Regions from separate parts of the Xenopus tropicalis genome. Here region 2 is linked to region 1. Evidence: chromatin contacts called from public Hi-C data. All regions are on one chromosome and are shown on one strand. Each heading gives the region's core, a stretch centred on a gene start, on an enhancer-like site or on the middle of the called end of the contact. The rest is flanking DNA. Distances are from core to core; before and after follow the strand shown. Region 1 overlaps rasl10a (RAS like family 10 member A). Region 2 holds the start of rhbdd3 (rhomboid domain containing 3).

Evidence for each region. Hi-C and Micro-C count contacts between places; a contact is called where the count stands out from the background.
Region 2: a Hi-C map of neurula embryo shows a contact between it and region 1, with 1.9 times the contacts expected there. The contact joins the promoter of rhbdd3 here to the enhancer-like site in region 1. A contact is called at or near these places in 3 of 5 Hi-C or Micro-C datasets (brain, gastrula embryo and neurula embryo).

Annotation. Positions count from the first base shown.
Region 1 is chr1:144,901,844-144,906,963 of UCB_Xtro_10.0, forward strand. rasl10a (RAS like family 10 member A) reads left to right here. Exons shown (of 4, transcript NM_001005037.1): 4 at 1-1,159. The coding sequence ends at 211. Among named protein-coding and RNA genes, the nearest start is that of rasl10a, 7.1 kb to the left of the region's middle. Within about 2 kb of position 1,633, at least 3 of the 11 cell types and tissues checked have an H3K27ac peak or open chromatin away from gene starts, as enhancers often do. A contact at or near this core is called in neurula embryo, where this site is marked.
Region 2 is chr1:144,955,969-144,961,366 of UCB_Xtro_10.0, forward strand. It overlaps rhbdd3 (rhomboid domain containing 3), which reads left to right and starts at 3,789. Exons shown (of 7, transcript NM_001044516.1): 1 at 3,789-3,822; 2 at 4,797-4,892. ewsr1 (EWS RNA binding protein 1) reads right to left here and starts at 3,720. Exons shown (of 17, transcript NM_203978.1): 1 at 3,705-3,720. The coding sequence starts at 3,717.

The DNA.
Region 1 (5,120 bases), core at 383-2,882:
GAAGCATCGCTTTGCCCCACGCCATGTACTGTCTGTGCTGGTGAAGAAGAGCTGGAAGTGTGGATACCTGGAGTGCTCTGCCCGAAGCAACTGGCACATTCTTCTTCTATTCAAGGAGCTTCTCATCAGTGCAACAACCAGGGGCAGAAGCACCAGCCCCAGCATCTGCCTCCAAGGGGCACTTCACCGGGAGCGGTGCAGCATCATGTGAGCAGGCCAAGCACTATTATCCAAGAAACATTGTACAATCATGCTCACACTGAAGGGCTCTCTCATAATTGTGTCAGTGTCATGAACATAGACACAGTTATACAGCATCAGGACTCACTCTCGAGTCTGTCACTGTCTCAATTGCTGCATCCGCCCATTCATAATTCTCCATTTTTTCTTAATGTCACCAAACATACATATAAGATGGCCAAAGCATCCATTTGGCTTCTCCATGTACTTCCAGGAACAGAACACACAACAGCAATGTCATTTCCAAGGTAGTTTATTCAGCAGCAAGAGACCACACATCTTCTAGACATTGACAAGTAGACATTCATTGTCACTCCCCATATATAAGCAGATATTTGTCTCTGTATTGTACATACACATCTGTGCATCTGACATTAGCAGACTCCAGCAGCTGCACAGGCTTACAAGGGAATATACAGAGCTCTCTGCCTCCCCAAATACCCTTCTATTGAGAAAGGATACAAATCATTTAGAGGTGCACTTACAATCTACAGTTGTGTTCTTTTTTTCATTATTTCTACCTATGAGAATATGATTTTGGTGAGTGTTTTTTTCGTTGAAGTTTACTTGTGATTTACTCAGGCATTTGGTGTTCTTGACATTTACAAAAATAGCTGAGGGGAGAATAGAAGCTTAGCAAGTATTATAGAAAGGCACTCAATGTAACACCCTCTTTAATGTATTTGTTTAGAATTCCAAGAAAATACTGCACATCTGTAAGAGAATATACCGACGGGGGGGGGGGGGTTGCAGTGGCATTGTGAAACTAATATAGAGAAAGGAAAGAAAGAAGTAAAAGAACAACATTAATACTGTTTCTTAAATACTGTATGCCCCAAATTCCCAAATCCTGCTTGTCATCAAAATGACTTGTCATCCATTAAGTCAACATACAATAAATTATTATCATTTATCACTACGCTGGTGTGTTATGGACAATTTTTAATATGTAATGTGGGTGAAGTGAATGCAATGGATACTAAGTGAAGGTTCTCAGCTGAGACTGTTTAATTCCCCTGCACAGGATCTAGATACAGGCTGAGTTATAGCTATCCATTCCCTCATGTCTCCCATGATAGGTTCCTAGAAATCTGACTGCCAACCTCCCTGTGCTGCCAGGAAGGATTCTGGGTAGATTGTTGCTTAATGTGAAAAGTTGTATTTTTCATCTCTCTAGGGACTTGTCTTTGCATGGCATTAGTCAAGGTGTAGGGATCATGGTACGCAGGGCTGTTTCAGGAGCTTAATGATCTATGGTAGACCAAGGGCAATGGTATGAGTACCTATTAGACAATGCAGTGTTAGTCTATGGAGACTATTTCTTTAGCACTGTTTGGTCTACTTAACAATAAGGCGTATCAAACATCCAAAACAGCCATGTGTACTGCAAACACAGCAGCTCTTATCTCTTATCTGCATTGTTGTGTCATAGGCGGGCTGTTTGGCTGATGGAGAATACTGAGACGGCTGCTTTCATTGTTGTCTGGAGCCATTAGCAAAGATTTTAGCACAGTGTTTTCTCTGCAGAAACTGTGGGTTGGGTTAAATATTTTACAAATAATTAGAATAGCATGACATAAAATATTCAATGAAAAAGAAAGAATAAAGTCCTTTCAAGCAAAAAAACAAATATATAGTATCAAGAGTCTACTACTCAGTCATACTGAATGGAAACACAGTAATTGTACTTAGTGGCAGATTTATTTAAGTGCGACTAAATCCCCCACTCTATTCATTCCTATGGGATTTTTAGAGGTGTATTGATGGGTCAAAGTTAGCATTCACCCATTGATAAATACACATCTAAAAATCCCATAGAAATAAATGGGGTAAAGTGGGGAAATTTTACTGTGCTGAGCTCTAATTTCACATTTTGATAAATCTGCCCCTGAGTGTCCCCAAGCAGGGTTTGCTGCCCACCATGCAAGATGCCATAGGATGCGGCATTCATTTTTCTAAAGTGACTGTGCATGGACATATATTATTAAATGGTTTGGCTGATTTAACTCAGTTTGGGCTTTCATGGCCATAGTGGGAGTTTTAGAGACCACCTTGCATCAGCAGATCTGTATAGATTATACATACAAGCATCTGGGCCAATGGATAAACAGACAGACCAGAGCTATTTGGCTATCCATGTAGATGGGCCATTAAGACAATATATCATTCATCACCTGCCAGTCTGTATGTTGTGTATTTAAATGCATTATGGTACAGACCTCCTGTTATATGACTGTATGTCTCCTGCTGCCTCCTATAACTATTTTTTCAATTCATCCTGTTTGTTCCATATATACAGTATAAGGATAGTTTTTTCTATTGCGCATGATCTATTTCTGTTTCTTTATGCTGCCTTCCTTAAAGGAACAGTAACACTAAAAAATGAAAGAGCTTTAAAGTAATAAAAATATAATGCACTGTTGCCCTGCACTGGTAAAACTGCTGTGTTTGCTACAGTAACTCTACTATAATTTATATAATAAGCTGCTGTGTAGCCACGGTGGCAGCCATTCAAGCTGGAAAAAAGGAGAAAAGGCACAGGTTACATAGCAGATAACAGATAAGCTTTGTAGAATACAATAGTGTTTTATCTGTTATCTGCTATGTGCCTGTGCCTTTTCTCCTTTGAATGGCTGCCTCCATGGCTACATAGCAGCTTATTTATATAAATTATAGTAGACTTTCTGAAGTAAACACACAACTTTTACCAGTGCAGGGCAGCAGCACATTATATTTTAGTTACGTTTATACACTTTCATTTTTTGGTGTTACTGTTCCTTTAATGATTCTTGAAAATACTGCATAGAACTGTTCCCTATGGTCCCTGTGTAAAACCTGCAGTATAATACAATACTATTGCAAAATATATATATATATAATCTCTAATGTTCCATACTAATAACATCTGCTGTTTGTTTGCTTTTCCACTGCTCCCTCCCTGCCCCTCAATCACTCCACCTATTGTTCCACAGAGCCTGTACTGCTCACATTTATCATTCTCTTATTGCTTAAAAAAAGTCCCTGCTGATTTTGTTCTTATACAGTGATATCGGCAGTCTATATTTCCCATAGAACACAGATGTCGGCCAATTCCATATCAGCTCTGTAACTGACTGAGAATATTTGCTTCCATCTGGCCCACATCTTTATATACTACATACAATATACTTTAAAAGCAATATGTCAGTATTTGAGGAATATTTTATGTATTTGGTGTTGTTGTTAAGGGTAAGTCAGTAGTTGGGATGTGGAACAGTTAATAGTACATATATAATAGTACATATATATATATATATATATATATATATATATATATAGGGAGAGAGAGAGATAACGAAGAAGCTGCTCTCACAGGACTTAGGTGCAATCAAAAATAATTTATTAAAGTGGTGAACTGATGTTTCGGCTAAAAACCTCAGCCTTTCTCAAAAAAATAGAGCACTAGCCCAAACTTGTCTGGGTGACTGCCTGGGTGCCAAGTATGGAGATCAAAATATAAACAGAAGAATAGGCACAACACTTACAGGAGTGGAAAAACTGATCCTTTATTTTGCACAAATAAAGGATCAGTTTTTTTTCACTATCAAGTCCTGTGAGTGTTGTGCTTATTCTTCTGTTATATATATATGCAGTGTTCCTAAAGGACAGAAAGCATTTTCATTCAGCAAATGCACACCAAAGCCTGTGGGTTTTTCCCTTGTTCATAGGTTGTCTTTAAGGAACAGTAACACCAAAAAATGAAAGTGTATAAAGTGATTACAGTATAAAGCACTGTTGCCCTGCACTGGTACAACTGGTGTGTTTGCCTCAGAAAGACTACTATAATTTATATAAATAAGCTGCTGTGTAGCCATGGGGGCAGCCATTCAAGCTGGAAAAAAGGAGAAAAATCACAGGTTTCTTAGCAGAAAACAGATAAAACCCCATTATATTCTACAGAGCTTATCCATTATCTGCTATGTAACCTGTGCCTTTTCTCCTTTTTTTTCAGCTTGAATGGCTGCCCCCGGGGCTACACAGCAGCTTACTTATATAAACTATATTAACGTTTCTGTAGCAAACACACCAGATTTACCAATGCAGGGCACCAATACATTATATTTGAATTCCTTTATAACACTTTCATTTTTTGGTGTTACTGTTCCTTTAAGTATTTCCTCACAAAAGAGCAGTCAGCTGAAAAAGCCAAATATGAAAACTACTTAGATCCAGCTCTTGGTAAAACTTCACACTGTGGCGGCTGAGTTATGGCTTTGCAACAGATTATTCTCCATGGTTCACCATATTCATACTTTTTAGCAGTAAAATAAAAAACACATGGAAGATGAATCTAATTAAGTGGATCTTGTCCTCATTACATGAAGTAGAGGTAGGTATAAGAAAATGAAAACAGAATATTAAAGTACCTCCCTTTTTGACATGGGTTCATTCAGTTGGGCTTATGTGAAAACACTGAACTCCCCAAAATAATTCCTCAGTTGGAGAGGAAACCATGATGTGTTGCTTCGACTACCAGGGACCATTGCTCCATAACCCTTCAGGCCTCCAGTCATTTAACCCCTTGTTCCATGTTTAAGGGATGGATTCTGAGGGTTGAAGTCCCTCTGCTTCCTAGAAAATCCTTCAAGACGTAACCTCACCAAGGGCCTGCCTCCCCACACCTCACTGGCTGGCCTTAAACACCCCATCTGCCCGCTGTAAGGTGCAGGAGACGTGAGTGGTGCAAAGATTCTATGGAAAACAGAGGGACTTCGGATCCCAGAATCCATCTCTTCATGGAACAAGGTAACGAGGTAATGGTTTGAGTCAGAGGCAGACTATCATGATTTACACTCTGTGGAATCAGGTATGTCTGTGTAAGTAAAAATATATATTTATTT
Region 2 (5,398 bases), core at 2,539-5,038, 56 kb after region 1:
AGACTAAAGGTTAAAGGTGGACTACCCCAGTAAACATTATGTGAAGGTAAATAGATGCAGGCGACATTTTTTTCCCCCATATGTAATAAAAGACACTAAGGGGCTGATTTACTAACCCACGAATCCGACCCGAATTGGAAAAGTTCCGACTTGAAAATGAACATTTTGCGAATTTTTCGTACGTTTTGCGATTTTTTCGGATTCTGTACGAATTTTTCGTTACCAATACGATTTTTGCGTAAAAACGCGAGTTTTTCGTATCCATTACGAAAGTTGCGTAAAAAGTTCATCATTTTTCGTATCGTTAAAACTTACGCGAAAAGTTGCACATTTTTCGCGTAAGTTTTAACGCTACGAAAAATGATGAACTTTTTACGCAACTTTCATAATGGATAGGAAAACTCGCGTTTTTACGCAAAAATCGTATTGGTAACGAAAAATTCGTAAAGAATCCAAAAAAATCGCAAAACATACGAAAAAATCGCAAAATACCGATCATTACGAAAAAAACGCAATCGGACTCCATTCGACCCGTTCGTGGGTAAGTAAATCAGCCCCTAAGTTTGTCCAGTAGCAGTAACCTATAGCAACCAATAAGATGTGTTTTCAAACAAGCAACCAGTAAATTCTACCTGCTGATTGGTTGCTATTGGTTACTGCTCCTGGGTAAACTTAGTGCCTTTTATTACATAACCCCCTTTGTTATATGGATCAGTGCACATTCAGGGCTCTGGTACACGGGGAGATTAGTCGCCCGCGGCAAAACTCCCTGTTCGCGGGCGACTAATCTCCCCGAGTTGCCTTCCCCCTGCCATCCCACCGGCGAACATGTAAGTCGCCGGCGCGATTTCGCGCAAATCGCCGAAAAAGACTCGCGAGTCTTTTTTAAACCACACCCATGTTAACACAAGTGGTTTTAAGACCATCCCCATATTAATGGTGGTAGCGCACTAAAAACCCAAATGGTTGGCACTCACTGTAAGGATATCACCCTTCATTCATATGTGAAAGAAGTTTATTAAAGGAAAGCTATCACCGGAATGAATACTTAAACAGATAGTCTCATCGAGGAGCTTCCCATAAAACCAAGCATTACATACAAGCTCCTTCTTTTAACCTTTAAAAGCCCTTCATTCCTCTGCATTTCTGCTCTTGTCTCCATATGTTCCTGGCCAATTCCTCCACTCCTCTCAGAGCAACTGTTTGGTCGCGCCCCCCACTACTACTGCTGCCATTTCCCACCTTAAAACATTTCTGCCTTGCTGCTCCTTATATTTGGAATGCCATCCCTGAATTTCTCTAGAGAACCTTCCCTCAGCCTTTTCAGAACTAAGTTCAAAGACTACCACAGCATCTGATGTGGATACTAGTACATATATAGCAGCGTCACCCACTGTAACCTGCAGCACTCTTATCCTTTTTATTTGTGTCTGTAATTTACCCTCCCATTTAGACTAATCTCTACAAGGCAGGAATCTCTCTCCTCATGTCTGATTCTTAACTTATCACAAAACTTTGTATCTACTTTTATTTATTTTCACACTTTGTATTTAACTATTAATTTGATGACCCACTGCTTTGTTTTATTTATTGTTCTGTTGTACAGTGCTACATAAACTAGAGCAGTGGTTCTCAATCTTCCCAACGTCGCGACCCTTTAAAGGAACAGTAACACCAAAAAATGAAAGTGTATAAAAATAATTATGATATTATGTACTGTTGCCCTATGCTGGTACAGCTGGTGTTTTTGCCTCAGAAAGACTACTATAGTTTATATAAACAAAGCTGCTGTGTAGTCATGGGGGCAGCCATTCAAAGGAGAAAAGGCACAGGCACATAGCAGATAACAGATAAAGACCCATTATATTCTACAGAGCTTATCTGTTATCTGCTATGTAACCTGTGCCTTTTCTCCTTTTTTCCAGGTTGAATGGCTGCCCCCATGGCTACACAGTAGCTTATTTATATAAGCTATAGTACTGTTACTTTAGCAAATACACAACTTTACCTGTGCAGGGTAACAGTACATTATATTTTAAATACACTTTCATTTTTGGTGTTACTGTTCCTTTAATACAGTTCCTCATGTTGTGGTGACACCCAACCATAAAATTATTCCTAAGACCATCGGAGATTTGTGTTTTCCGATGGTCTTAATCAACCCCTGTGAAAGGGTCGAAAGGTTGAGAACCACTGAACTAAAGCTTTAGAAAAAATATACATTCAAATCCTCTTTTAGGCCAATTGTAGGCACTTTGTTAAACTCAGTGAAAGATAGTACAGGTATGGGACCCATTATCCAGAATGCTCGGGACCTGGAGTTTTCTGGATAAGGGGTCTTTCTGTAATTTGGATCTCCTACCTTAAGGCTGCTAAAAAAATTTATTTAAACTGTAATTAAACCCAATAGGATTGCTTTGGCTCAAATAAGAGGTAATTACATCTTAGTTGGGATCAAGTACAAGGTACTGTTTTATTACATGGAAAAAGGAGATCATTTTTACAAATTTAAATTATTTGCTTATAATGGAGTCTATGGGAGAGGGCCTTTCCATAATTTGGAGCTTTCTGGATAATGGGTTTCCGGATAAGGGGTCCAATACCTGTACAGGTAGATTTAGGTGTTCTTCAGATGAAAACCTCCCATATGCATCACATAAACCCAAAAATAGGAAAATGTTTCCAGGTTCAAGTCAGACAATTGCATGTTGCAGCTACATATTGATTTGTCTCCATATCCCACATAGGCCTAAAATAAGTTAACCCACCATTTTAGGAGAGCGGGCAAGCCCCAAACAATCAGATCTGGCCTTGTGCCCCTGCATTGGGCAGGGACTGATGTTAACAATGTTTTTATTATTGAAATGCCCTGTGGAATATGTTGACACTAAGAGGAGGGAAGGGAGAAGAGGCTTTGTGAAGTGTTCCAGAAAAACTAGTATTTGCACATGTTACATTTTACAGTACTGCCATAATGCAGGGGATTATAAACTGTCCCCAGATAATATACTGGCTTCAAAAATATCTTTCTACAAATTCAGGTCTGATGGTGATCGTCAAATATATGGAAGTGCGAAAAGGATACCAAGTTAACTTTCAGGATCCTTTATGAACGATGGGTGATTACATATTGCCATTCATAAGCACAGTAAACAAACATGAACAGCGGGTTCACCTTGCGTTCGCCCACATGAGCACTTCGCATTTACTCGCGTACTTGGAGGAAATTCAAGCGTATTTAGTTCGGCAATCACTTTTTTTTTTTAACATGTTTTATATCTACGTGATCCAATACATTTGCGTCCGCTGCGATCAATATCGATCTGCGTCACAAGAATCAATGGGGGGAACTGCTCTGCCCCGTCCACAATGGGCACATCTGTTACTTAATAACACTGCGGCGCCACAATACGATGCTCTCCAACTGCTTTAAACATGGCGCTCGAAAACTGTAGTTGGGGGTACAGCCAGAGAGCTGCACGGTAAGAGCCCCAACATTAACGCCGCTTCCTAAAACACGTCTGTAAGTGGGGCCTAACTAAGCGGAAACAGCGAAAGCCCCCTATATTTCGCATACACGTAACTATATTTAACTATAAACAAGAGGGTCCGCATATAGAAACAAACCAACACTGAAAACACATTTCCGGAATGCAACCGTATGAATAATAATCGTAACGCCATTTGTAGTTTCAGATACTTACCGGTAGACGCCATTTTGTGTGCCTTCAACCGCCGCAGCGCCTGTGTGGTAGAACACGCGCTGCGCCTGCGCAGTACTCTACGTGTGGACCAAACCACTTGCGCTTAAGAAGAGGGGAGGTAAGATTTTTGATCCACACACAGCAATCAGGCTTAAAATGTCGCATGTAATTAAAACATAAAAAGAGGCTTGCATTAAGAGTCAGCGCGAGCTGGAAACTCAAAATGCAAATAGTCTGTTGTTAGCGCTTCCATCAGGTAGAATGGATGGTTTATTCCATGTGAAATAGTGGGCTGTGATACGTTACGGAGCCTATGGGTAGGGGAAAAGTAAAATGGCTGATGTTAGGGGTAGGTGTGGTAATACCTGTAAAACAATGACATATTGGTGGTAGTCACTGCTTTACAAGGTATTTGTTTACAGTAGCTGTCTACCTATATCTCTAAATATGCAAAGGTTGTAGCTGCAATAAATTATGTATACTGACTAGAATGAACGAGTTTCCAGTCTGGCCTTTGAAAATGGTCATTAGTAGTGGTATTACTCTTGATATAGCGCTGACATATTCCTGAGGTTATATATATGTCTGTTCTAGGGTTGCCACATGGTTGGTAAAATGTATGCTTCATACCAATATTAATAATAGGGAAAGAAAATAAAAATATAGTAAGGCAAGTATTTTTTTCCAGAAAACATGACAACCTTTCAGAGGAGCTTACATCTAAGGTCCTGACAGCTTTCAGTGTTGAAAATAATATAGATTATTTAATTGATGTCACCTGGTGGACAGGGTGGGCTGGACTGTAGTGTCTGCTGCACAGAAATTCCTCTCCCCAGCCACTTAAATACTGGAAAATGAGTGCATTTGCCACAGCCAGTGGGCACACATGTGCATGAGAGGGCAGTGAGGGGGAGCAGGGTTGTGCTAGGCTCCTCTATAGTTTTTTTGCAGGGGGACTTCGCAACTGCTTGATAATTCACTGCTTCATTTTATGTATAAATGTTAAGCATTAAGTAAAACAATAGATTATGCTGAACGTACTGTATTGTTTTATATAATAAATACTTATGGTTTTTGTTATTTCTTGCACAGAATAGGACAAAGCCTGAAAGTAGTTTCACTTTCCAAATTCCTGTGGTTATTTCAAACAAGCATGGGAGGAGGAGCTGGTTAATAACCACTAGAAGGGTAAGCTCCCTGTATAATGCAGACATGTCAAACCATCTAGATTTTACAGAATTCACTCATATTTACAGTACTGGGAGAGGCGAAGAAAGGGCCTTGATTTGGCCAACTTTCGCAGTAGGCTATCACTGATAATAAACTTTTTAAACCTGGCATTGGGAGAATGCCCATTCTGTGCGAGCATGCATTTTGGCACTGAAATCTGCTCCATGTGGATGCACATGGGCTGATGTAGTGACACCAGTACATCTCAAGAATATATCCATTTTGAGAAAACACATATATTTGAATTAAGCTTCAAACATCATAATCATAATATTTATTTTTTACACCTTGTTTGTTCCTTTTCTAGTTTCTCACATGGTACAGCCCAGCAAATGCAAAGGCAGAACTAAACATGCTTTCTCTTTAACCATTGCTGCGCATAAATCCTAATTTGGCTTCTGACCTGGGAACAATATATGAGTATTTTTGTTTCTTTGTGGATTTCCTTTGGGTACTTCAGTTTC